4 separate regions of the Mus musculus genome follow, and regions 2, 3 and 4 are each linked to region 1. Evidence: chromatin contacts called from public HiChIP or PLAC-seq, Micro-C and promoter capture Hi-C data. All regions are on one chromosome and are shown on one strand. Each heading gives the region's core, a stretch centred on a gene start, on an enhancer-like site or on the middle of the called end of the contact. The rest is flanking DNA. Distances are from core to core; before and after follow the strand shown. Region 1 holds the start of Armc6 (armadillo repeat containing 6). Region 2 holds the start of Gatad2a (GATA zinc finger domain containing 2A). Region 3 overlaps Pbx4 (pre B cell leukemia homeobox 4). Region 4 holds the start of Fkbp8 (FK506 binding protein 8).

Region 1 (2,700 bases), core at 105-2,604:
CAGCTATTTAAGAGGCTGAGCAACAGGTTTGCAGGTTTAAAACCTGTGTGAGCTACCTAGTTTATTCCAGACCAGCCTAGGCTACATAGCAAGACCCAGTTTTGTGTGTGCATGAGGGTTTTGTTTTGTTGTTGTTTGGATTTTTTGCAACTACAACAGAGTAGCCCACTTTGGCATGAGCACTAAACCTCTGATCCTCCTGCTTTTGCCTTCCAAGAACTAGGATTGCCAGTGTGCACTGCCAGGTTCTGCAGACCCAATCTTTTTAGTTTTATTTACTTTTTTTTTTTTTTTTTTTTTGGTAGCATGGTTGAGTAGGAGAGATTCCAAATGATCTCCTTACACACCTCTGGTTGGCCTCAAACTTTGTGTGTGCACACACACACATACATACACACTAAGGTTGGCATTGAAAGGAAAATCCACCCTGTCTCTGCCTCCTGGGAACTGGGATTATAGGGGTGAGCCATCATAATCAGTTTGAGACCCTGCCTTAAAAAAAAAAAAAAAAAAAAAGAAAAAGAAAAAGAAAGAAAGAAAAAAGGAATGAAAGAAAAAAATGTTCACACACGGGAGAAAAGCAGACTTGAAGAAGTGAACCACTAGGTCAGGCATCCTAATGTTGAGCCTGACCAACAGGGCATTCATTGTGAGGGCACTTTCTGAATGTTAAAAAAAAATAAGGCAGCATACATATCAGTGACAGCCTTCCTTATGACACTTCCAACTTCAAGAGGTAAACCTCCCTTCTGGTCATTTCTATAACCATCACCCCGTTTCCCCACACCCTGGGAAAGCGATAGGACGCCCCTTGTTCTCTGTCATTTAAGAGCAGGGACTCCTCCGGGTCAGCTGATCCTGAAATTTAATCAAGGTACCTAATCTGTCTGCACCTCCGTTTCCCCGTCTATGGTACTGGCAGACTCGGAGGCTGCAGTGGTTCCCGGCAGCTGGAGGCCCGAAGCCCGCTCGCCGTTACGCCCAACTCGCCCGGCCGACTGAGGGCTCAAGCGTAATGAATGGACCCGCCAGACAGGCTGGAGGAGCGCGCTCGCCCTAGAGACACCCAGAGTCCTTCCCACCCCGGGCCAGCCCTCCCAGGTCTCCAGGGCCCGGGCCTCACCCGGAGCCTGCCGCGTGCGGTGCCGCCCCCGCCGCTGCCGCCGCCGCCTCGGGCCCCTTATCCACCGCCTGGCGAGGCGGGGAGATGCAAATGAGCCAACGGTTTCCGCAGCGCCGCGTCGCGCAGGCGCAAGCCTCTGCCTTGCCTTGGTGCGCAGGCGCTGGCTGCCACCGCCTAGGTCCTCATGCGCAAGCGTCGAGGGCAGCCATCTTCGCTCTTTCGCGCAGGCGCGCTGCTCACTTCTCAGGGCCGAGTCTACCTAGGTGAAAACTATCTCTTTTGAGGGGAAGCGACACCTAGGAGTAGCATTGAGAGTACTGCAAGAGTCTCAGGCCCACGCGTATTCTGTGGCTCCCTTCGCTTTACCTGTGCTCGCGGTCGCCCTCGTTGCCCCGGAAAGGAGCCTCTCGGCTGAAGGAGGGACGCCGAGGCGAGGCGGCGCCTCTGCGCTTGCGCTTATATGGTGGCTCGAAGGAGCCAAAGGCAAAGTCTCGGGTGACAGCTGCGAGCCCCACCCTTTCCCCACGTGGCTGCGTAGACCCGGTGAGGAGCACCGGCCGCCTGTGCTTGTGGCTGGCGCAGTGGGGAGTGGGCGCCGCGGGGTCGGGGTGGTGGTGTTTGCACGACTCTCGCGGACTTGGTTTGGGGGAAGGAGAGAATCGTCCCAGAGATACTTGGGAAGCAAATGCTTCGCCTTTCTTGTGCAGGTTCTTTCATTCATTTTATTCATTCGCGCTGCGCCTGTGTGCACCTGAGCACCTGCTACAGGGTCGGCCGCATTCTAGGCAGTGGAGCCAGGAGTACAAGAGGTTCAAGACAGTGTGACTCTGGTTCAGGGGACGCTGGTGTTGCTGTTCATGTAGTAGTGATGGAGCGGGCGTGGTTGCTGCACCTGTCATGACTGCTTTAGGGAGACAGAAGGATTGATGAGTTCTAGACCGGCTTTGGCTATGTAGCCAGCCCATATTTCAGAATAAAAACAGCCAAAAGAAAGAACAGGCGTTGTGGTGCACTCAAGAAGCAGAGGCAGAAGGATTGCTGCGAGTTTGATACCAGTCTGGGCTACAAGACCAGACACTGCCTCAAAAACAACTGATGAGCCAGGGGGTTGTTTGGAGACTGGAAATCAGGAGTTCAAGGTCAGTCAGGTCTACATGAATCCCTAACATAAAAAACAAAAACGGGATTATTTCATGTGACAGTAAGGCTGCTTGACCTAGACAGGTTTTGTTTACTTGAGGGGCAAGACGGGGGAGGGGGTCAGGAGGGTCTCACTGTGTAGATCAGGCTGGCCAGAAACTCACAGAGGTCTACCATTTCTGCCTCCGTTGTTCTGGTATCAGTGTTTCTTGTTTTGTTGTTGTTTTTCAAGCCAGGATTTCTCCGTGTCGTCCTGGCTGTCCAGGAACTTGCACTGTAGACTGTGCTGGCCTCCAGTTCAGAGGTTAGCCTGCCTCTGCTTCATTTGTGCTTTAATAACTATTATTATTAATAAATTATTTGTTATCAATATTATTTAACATCATCATGACTATTGTGTGTTTACATGTATGCACAAGTTGTGAACTACCAGATGT
Region 2 (2,700 bases), core at 54-2,553, 260 kb after region 1:
TTTCTTTCTTTTTCTTTTTTTAAAGATTTATTTATTATATGTGAGTACACTGTAGCTGTCTTTAGACATACCAGAAGAGGGCATCTCATTACAGATAGTTGTGAGCCACCATGTGATTGCTGGGATTTGAACTCAGGACCTCCAGAAGAGCAGTTGGTGCTCTTAACCACTGAGCCATCTCTCCAACCCTTATATATATATATATTAAAAGAAACTGATGTGTCATGAGTGTTTTGCCTGCATGTGCATCTGTGTACCACATGTGTACTTGTTGCCTGAGGAGGAGAGCCTCCATGTGGGTGCTGGGAATAGAACCCAGGTCTTCCACAACAAGAAGTGCCCTTAACCACTGAGCTAACTCTTTAGCCCTGGGCTTTGTCTTCATAAGATTTCTTTATGACGTGTTTCTGTATGATGAGGACAGAAGGCATAAATACCCTAGAACCGGAGTTATGGTAGGTTGTAAGCCACCATGTGGGTGCTTGGGTCTTCTGCAAGAGCAGCCAGTACCTTTAATTGCTGAGCCATGACTCCAGATGTGTTTTTTAAATTAACATATTTTATTTATGAGCGTGTGTTTGTGTCTGAGGACAACTTGTGCGGATGGAACTCAGGTCATTATGTTTGGTGGCAAGCCTCTTTAAACCACTGAGCCATGTCGCTGTCCTGGAATAGGTTTTCTATGAACTTTGTACTTTTCCCTGTTGAAATTGTAAATTGGCTTCAGATGCTTCATAATCTCCCCAAACTTGCTTCCTTTCTGGCTATTATTGTCTCCTTGGTGTTACCAGAGAGGGTTGGGCGCAGGTTTGTTTTCTTGGGGATTCCTTCTTCTCCAGAGGCACAGGCTAGATGTGGATTACTGGAAGGAGACAGCCGTCCACCTCGTTCTCTGCAGGTGGATTGGCTTGGTGGGTAGGTTGAACTGTCTGCGGTCCGGGGGAGAGGGGTGACCGCTCAGCCGATCGCACCTTCTCACTGGAGGTCAACACCGAAGTTCCTGAGAGGAAGCTTTGCGAGGCCCCGGGCGCGTCTCAGAGTTACAAGAGGTGGCCGTGCAGGGCTCGGGCGAGGTCAGCGTGAGTCAGCCCTGGGCGCGGCCGAGCTCTGTGCACTAAGCTGGCCATGGCTGAGGGGCGCTTAGCAGCCCAAGTGGGAAACCCAGTCGCTTAGCGCAGCGTCGCCAGTCTTTGGGGCTGGGAGGGCGGTGCTTCCGGGTAGGCCCGCCCAGCCTCGCCTCCAGGGAACCACGCCCACATAAGACCACGCCCACAGGGAGCCCCTCCCTTCCCGACCCCGCCCATCCGGGTGCGGGCGGGTGGCGTCGCCTTTAAGAGCTCCCCGGTGTTTTGGGGGCCGCGGGCCGGGCGCGCTGACCTGGTGCGCATGTCCCGGGCGGTGACGCCGGCGCCGGGCTCCATGTGTGCGGCCGAGGGGCGCATTATCTGGCCGGCGGCGCGGGCGGGCGGAGCGGCGGAGCGAGCGCCGCGGGCCCGGGCGGCCCCTCAGGCGCAGCGAGCACGCGCGGCCGGCGCCCCCCGCCCCCAGCCCTGTGGACACGCGCGCTGCCCCTGGGCCCGGTCGGCGCGCGGCCGGGTAAGTTCCTAGCAAACTTGGCAAGGCGGGGCGGGGGCGCGGGAAAGTGGGAGCGCGGTCGTATTCGGTTTGCTGCGCTGCGGTTCGCTTCGCCTGCGCCGCTGGAAAGTTCCCCACCGCCCTCGCACGTGGGGCTGGGGTCCCTGGTCCCCGGAGCCGGGAAGTGGCCGAGTCGCCTCACTCCCTCCTGAGCTTTTCAGGCTGGGAGGCCGCCCCAAGGGGGGCGGCGGGCACACAGCACGTGGACGAGTGGCGTGGGGTGAGAGTCCACGGGAGGGTCGGGGGTCCGAGCCCGGCGGCGGCGTTAAATTCGGCGGCGACGGCGGCGGCGGAGGCGGCGGAGGATCCCGTGTCAGAATAAGAGTCCCTGCGCGCCCACGCCTGCAGGGCCGGTCCCCCCCCCCCCCCACCGTCCTGCTTGGGCTCGCGCCCTTCCTGCTTGACCCTGGGGAGCCATGGGACCCTTCCCCCTCTCTTGGTTCCTGTTTTCCTCATGGCCCTCCACTTTAAATTTGCCTCCGGGTGTACGATGTGGCTCCAATAATTTCTTTTTTCTTCCACCTGGAACGGGTTGGCATCAGTGACTAGACAGCAGCAGCTGGCCTTTTAAAGGGATTAATGCCAAGAATCGGAATTGATCACTTCAACAAGGAAAGGCTTCTGGGCAGGCCTCAGCCGCAGCCGGACTGCGCTCTCCGGAACCCTGAAATGAATGGGGACCCCTCATTAAGACCTGTATGGCAGAATGTTTTGTTTTTCCTTCCCGCCCCTGCAGTTTTAGCAGAGGCTGCAAGTTCTACCTACCTGACTCACTTCAGGTAGTTCACTCTTATCTTGTGGCTTTGGATTCTTTAGGACAAAGTCCTGGTGAGTCTCCTGAGCCTTACATTTTCTTGACAGCATTAACTTCTTTTTATCTTCTTGGAGTATGCAGCACTCCCACGTCCCTGTTAATGTGTGTGTCCATTCACAAAGCGATAGATACCTGTTGTGGATGTAATCTGTATACTGAGCCTGAGTCTCCCTCTTGTTCTTCTCATCCTACCATTCGGTGGTTACGGTGGTTACAACTTTTCTTTAAAGCAACATTACACCACAGCACTG
Region 3 (2,700 bases), core at 161-2,660, 380 kb after region 1:
ACTAATGACTGATGCGGGCCCTGCCCACTGTGGGCGGTGTCATCCCTGGCCAGGTGATGTGGGAGTGTATGAGATCACAGGTGAGTAAACCATGGGGAACAAGGCAGGAAGCAGCAGTCCTCCATGGCTCTACCTCAGTGCCTGCCCTGACTTCCATGACTGACAGAGCTATGACATAAACCCTCTCCTTCCTAGGCTGCTTTTTGCTGTGGTGCTTATCATAGCAGTGGACACCCAGACACCCAGCGAGGACAGACCCAGTCTCCTTCTGCAGTGGGACTGACCAACTGCTAAGGAGTCCACCTTTTCCCCACCCAAAGCCTTGGTAGACCTGTCCATCATCACTCACCTGCTGGGTACATGGCTCAGTCAGCAGAGCTGTACCTAGTGTGCAAGAAGCCTTAGGTTTGATCCCCAGCACCACACAAGCCAGGTGTGTGGGTACACAGCTCTAGTGCAGAATTTAGGGAGTAGAAGCAAGAGGATGGGAAGTTCAAGGTCATCCTGGGATGTGTGGTGAGATGGGGTCCTGGGTCAGTTTTGTTCTTGTTCTACTGGTCTGTTTGCCTGGCCTTAAGTGAGGGGTGTGTGTGTGTGTGTGTGTGTGTGTGTGTGTGTGTGTGTGTTGGAAGGCAACCCAAACCCCTCCTTGCACAGACTTGGCAGCTGCCTACACTGAGTTAATGGGGACCCTTTTTACTTATTATTTTCAGTTTGAGATAGCATCCTGCTAAACTGCCCAGGTTAGCCTTGAACTCAACTGTCTCAGCCTCCTCGGCCTCCCACCTGCTGGTGTTACAGGCACATACTACCACAGCCAGTCTGAAACACATTTTAAAAATTTAGTTTGTGGGCTGAATGTGTTAGCCCACACCTGTAATCCCAGTACTCAGGAGGCAGAGGTACAGGGACGGACAGGGGCAGGGGCAGGTGGATTTCTAAATTCAAGGCCAGCCTGGTCTTAGACACAATAGACCTTTAATTTGGAGTGTGAATCTGAAGGCCTTGGTGTAGGAGTGAAAGCTTTAGGAATAAAGAAGACTACAAAGTGACCCGTACTGCCTGGATGCTGGGCCCTGAAGCAGTAACCAGAGGCTTCACCAGGTCGCAGGCGCAGCCCTTGAGCTCCTAGGCAGGGCCAATAGCTCTAGGCTGGAGCTGAACTAGCACAGGACTGAGTAACCACTGGCCAGCGATGAGGATGATACTTGAACGCTGGGGAGTCGAGGAAATCTCCACAGGAAGAAATGGGGACCCAGGCAAGGACTTTGAAAGGTCACATGGGAGGCAGTGAAACCTAAAAGCCAAAGAGGGGGAGCAAAGGAAAAGCATGCAGGTCAGGGACCTCCCAGAGCACCAGGGTGACTCAGCTGAGGGTGGAGCACATAGTGTGGGGAGAGGGTGGAGGAGTGCAGGAAGCAGAAACAGCAGCTCTGCACTCAGCCATCTTGTCTTGAAAGAAAGCAGCAGGAGCCAGCATGAGGTATACAGGCAGCTTGGTTTCCACTCCGTTTTCAGAGGCTTGGCAGAGCTGGGGTGAGCTACCTCCCAGACAGAGCAAACACCTGCCTTCCACAAGCACATGAGCTAATTCAAAATCCTCCCCAACAACTCACCTCACACAACACCCAGGCCTTCCCTGTCCTCAGTCACCATGGGGCCAAATCCTAGACATCTAGAGACCTGCTATGACCCAGACCAGAGCAGTGTCCCTCCATCCAGCTCTCTCCAGGGAGGCTCAAATGGGTCTGCCCAACCCAGCCAGTTCACTCTAGAGAAAGTCCTACCAAAGCTCCTGGCCTCTGCCTAGACAGACAGATGACAGACAGACAGACAGACAGACAGACAGATATAGGCACTGAGAAACTGACACACCCCTACTTTATGGGCATGGCCATGTGTGCCCCCCCTCTCTTGGGAGCAGTAAGCAAACTTTCCTTCAAAAGTGCTTGCCTCGGGCCGGGCGTGGTGGCGCACGCCTTTAATCCCAGCACTTGGGAGGCAGAGGTAGGCGGATTTCTGAGTTCGAGGCCAGCCTGGTCTACAGAGTGAGTTCCAGGACACCCTAGGCTACCCAGAGAAACCCTGTCTCATAAAAAAACAAAAAACAAAAAAACCAAAACAACAACAACAACAACAAAAAGGTGTTTGCTTCCATGCCTGTCAGCCTAACAAATCTGTTACAAATCCAATCAGGATGGAGGGAGAGAAGGAGGGAGAGAAGGAGGGAGAGAAGGAGGGAGAGAAGGAGGGAGAGAAGGAGGGAGAGAAGGGTTTCCCAGGTTAAGATACTGCACTACTCTTGCAGAGGACAGCACAAACTTCCTTCCCACGCGTTGGGCAATACAACCACCTGGAACTCCAGCACCAGGAGATCTGTCGCCCTCTTCTGGCCTTTGGGAACACTGCACTCACACTCCCATACATCCCACAGAGACAGGGCACACATATGCACATAAATACACACTAAATAAATGTTTCTATTTTTGGTGTTTTGTTTGCTTTTGTTTTTGGAGACAGGGTTTCTCTGTGTAGCCCTGGCCATCCTGGATCTTGTTCTGTAGTCCAGGCTGGCCTCAAACTCAGAAATCTGCCTGCCTCTGCCTCCCGAGTGCTGGGATTAAAGGCGTGAGCCACCACTTGCAGCAAGATGTGTCTTATGTGTGTGTGCATTGGTGTTTTTTCTTGAGTGTATATCTA
Region 4 (2,700 bases), core at 34-2,533, 290 kb before region 1:
GGACAGCCAGGACTATACAGAGAAACCCTGTCTCGATAAACCACCAAAAAAAAAAAAAAAAAAAAGACAAAGCCACTTAGCCAAAGTCAGAAAACAAGCCAATTAACAAGAGGGTCAAGATCGAAAGTTATTGAGCTGAATGTCAAGAAAAGGGTGTTGGGGTAATTGAGGCAGTGGGGACTGTCACTGAGGCCTTGGGACAGCAATCTTTATAAGTTTTATAACTTATTCATTTGAAAAAGGTGAACTTTTAGTAGAGGTTCCTGACTCTGGCCACCTTCTCTGCTAAAGGATCCAGCAATAAAGGATTGGTGCTAGAAACTTAATGTCTCTTGCTGAATCTCCCAACAACAGAGACGATGGCTCCAACCTGCCTCTATCACCAAGTCTGCTTCCAGCTTTTAATCGTAGTAGGGCACTGGGGAGATAGCTCAGGCAACAGGGCACTTGTCTACCAAGCACAAGACCCGGGGTTCTAACCCCAACGCTGCAGAAACCATGTATCAGCAAATGCCTTTCATTCCAGCAATCGGGAGGTGGAGGAAGGATGACCAGGTATTCGAGGCCATGGAATTCATGAGTTACATGAAATCCTGACTCAAGAAATTGAAAGCATAAGCTAGGATTGTAATTCGTTGGAAGAGCGTTCTCCTAGCAAGCACGACGCTTTAGAATTAGCACCCCTGTAAACCAGGTGTGGCAAGGCACGCCTGTCATCCAGCTCTTCGGACAGGAAGGCCAGGAGTTCAAGGCCAGCCTGAGCTACACACCCACTTGAAGACTAGCTTAGAATACTGGAGACCCAGTCTCAAATTAAATAAAAGCGAAAGAGTAGTGGGAACACCAATATGGACTCTTGCACCATCTCGCTGGCCCCAGGCCTCTCTGCGGAGGCCCCCAACCCAGCTGTAGAACCCTACGTCCTATCAGGCCCTCTCCTTAAGCCCCAGGAAGCCCCGGAGCCCTGCGTCCCTGCCCTGCGACCCTCACCTGCGGGGCTCCTTCCGGGATCCGGCCCCGACCGGAGACCCTCCCGCCCCGAGCCCCCACAATGCCCCGCGCGCCCCGCACCCCAACGCCGCCCCGCGCCCGGTCGACACTACCGCCCCGGGAGGCCCAGCCTCCCGCAGCCTCGGGAGGCCTTGGCCCCGGGAGCCTCGGCCTCCTCGCTACGCCCCGTCACACGTGCCTGCGGCTCGGGGACCCCGCTCGGGGTCCTGTGCCCCCTCCCCGCCCCCAGCCGCGGCCGCCGCGCCTCGGGAAACAGCTTCAGATACGCAGCCCCGCCCCCGCGCACCCATTGGCTGTTCACACCGCGTCTGCCGTGTTTATTGGCTTGTGCACACGTCCGTCTCGCGCCCTCGACACCACCTCCTTCCTGGTAAGCTCCGCTGGCCGTTTCTTAAAGGGGCTCTAGCCTCTAGGTGGAGGGGCTGTTGGGAGTGGGAGATGGGAACGCACTGGGCGCACAGTGGGAGAGGATAGCAGCACGCCCTGATTTGAGTTCATGCTGGGGCAGGCTTCCTCCTGCTTACATACGAGGTAGAAATAAACAAGAAACACTGTAGCTCATGCGCGGTCATTTTCGGGGCTCTTTGGAAAACAATAATATTTCATAATTTTACTTAATACTTTATTTCATGTCCTCCTTCCCCTGCCCCTCTCTTTTCCTGGGGCGTGGTGAGCAAGCCTCTCTGTGTAGGCTTGGCTGTCCTGGACGCAGCACGTTTACCAGACCAGGCTGGCCTTAAACTCATGGAGATCATACTGCCTCTATCTGCTCCTGGGATTAAAGGTGTGTGCTACCACACCCGTCTCAACTATTTTATTATAGCATTCTCTTTTGTTTCATGTTTTATATTGTATTTTAGTTAGCCAGGGTCTGACCATGAAGCCCAAGCTGACAGCAAAGTGTTTAGCTTGCTTGTGAGGTTCTGGAGTCTTAAAGAATTATTGATTTAATTTTATTAGTACACTGTCACTGTCTTTAGACACACCAGAAGAGGGCATCAGATCCCATTACAGATGATTGTGAGCCACCATGTGGTTGCTGGGAATTGAATTTAAGGACCTCTGGAAGAGCAGTCAGTGCTCTAAACCACTGAGCCATCCATCTCTCCAGCCCCAAGGTTCTGGGGTCTTGTGTGACTGCTTACTAAGTTACCTTGAAGGTACAGACGGGGTCAGGAAGCCAGACAGGGTGCTTGCCTGTTGTCTCAGTACTTGACAAGTGGGGCACTGAGGATCAGAAGTTCACGACCCGGCTTGGCTACATTGCACTGTCTAAAAGAACAGTAGCTGAAAGCTGAAGGGCAGTCACCTGAGATACAAGGTTTTCAGTAACTGCCTGCTGTCCATGCAGACTCTGCCAGAAGGTGCTAAGGTGTCAGGGAGAAAGCAGGGCCTCTCATTTGAAGGACCTTATCTACTCTCCCGAGCTGTCACCTTTCAAGAATGATCCTGTAATTCTTTCACTTGATATCAAAGAAACCATGGGCTTGTTCCAGTTCTGAGGGCTTTGAACCTGGCTACATCTGAAACCCAGTGGGGTTTGTTTTTTGTTGTTGTTCTTTGGTTCTTGTAGTACTTGAAATTGGATCTGGGACCTTTGCACATGCTAGGCAGAAGCTCAGTTAAGCAGTGTAGACCTCAATATCTCTTTACATGCAAGGAAAACTATATATTATATATGGAATATAT

The links. A called contact is a pair of places that touch in the nucleus more often than the background predicts. HiChIP or PLAC-seq counts read pairs in DNA pulled down with a chosen protein or histone mark. Capture Hi-C pulls out chosen DNA fragments and counts their contacts.
Region 2: a Micro-C map of embryonic stem cells shows a contact between it and region 1, with 4 times the contacts expected there. The contact joins the promoter of Gatad2a here to the promoter of Armc6 in region 1. A contact is called at or near these places in 1 of 39 promoter capture datasets (pre-B cells), 2 of 484 Hi-C or Micro-C datasets (B cells and embryonic stem cells), 4 of 115 datasets of contacts at active chromatin or transcription factors (astrocytes, cardiomyocytes, effector CD8 T cells and 1 more) and 1 of 9 other capture datasets (adipose tissue).
Region 3: an H3K4me3 HiChIP or PLAC-seq map of bone marrow-derived macrophages shows a contact between it and region 1, with 4 times the contacts expected there. The contact joins the enhancer-like site here to the promoter of Armc6 in region 1. A contact is called at or near these places in 1 of 484 Hi-C or Micro-C datasets (bone marrow-derived macrophages), 2 of 115 datasets of contacts at active chromatin or transcription factors (bone marrow-derived macrophages and large pre-B cells) and 3 of 9 other capture datasets (liver, macrophages and pancreatic islet).
Region 4: a promoter capture Hi-C map of liver shows a contact between it and region 1. The contact joins the promoter of Fkbp8 here to the promoter of Armc6 in region 1. A contact is called at or near these places in 3 of 39 promoter capture datasets (hippocampal neurons, neural stem cells and pre-B cells), 4 of 484 Hi-C or Micro-C datasets (CD4 T cells, embryonic stem cells, natural killer cells and 1 more), 8 of 115 datasets of contacts at active chromatin or transcription factors (the 230-238 cell line, the SCID.adh cell line, astrocytes and 5 more) and 3 of 9 other capture datasets (adipose tissue, liver and pancreatic islet).

What each region holds. Positions count from the first base shown.
Region 1 is chr8:70,233,076-70,235,775 of GRCm38.p6, reverse strand. Armc6 (armadillo repeat containing 6) reads left to right here and starts at 1,354. Exons shown (of 8, transcript NM_133972.2): 1 at 1,354-1,666. It overlaps Sugp2 (SURP and G patch domain containing 2), which reads right to left and starts at 1,571. Exons shown (of 11, transcript NM_172755.4): 1 at 1,124-1,571.
Region 2 is chr8:69,972,986-69,975,685 of GRCm38.p6, reverse strand. It overlaps Gatad2a (GATA zinc finger domain containing 2A), which reads left to right and starts at 1,303. Exons shown (of 13, transcript NM_001113346.1): 1 at 1,303-1,596.
Region 3 is chr8:69,849,786-69,852,485 of GRCm38.p6, reverse strand. The region is part of intron 1 of Pbx4 (pre B cell leukemia homeobox 4); the gene reads right to left. Among named protein-coding and RNA genes, the nearest start is that of Pbx4, 19 kb to the right of the region's middle. Within about 2 kb of position 1,410, at least 73 of the 459 cell types and tissues checked have an H3K27ac peak or open chromatin away from gene starts, as enhancers often do. A contact at or near this core is called in bone marrow-derived macrophages, where this site is marked.
Region 4 is chr8:70,526,326-70,529,025 of GRCm38.p6, reverse strand. Fkbp8 (FK506 binding protein 8) reads right to left here and starts at 1,283. Exons shown (of 9, transcript NM_001111066.1): 1 at 1,190-1,283.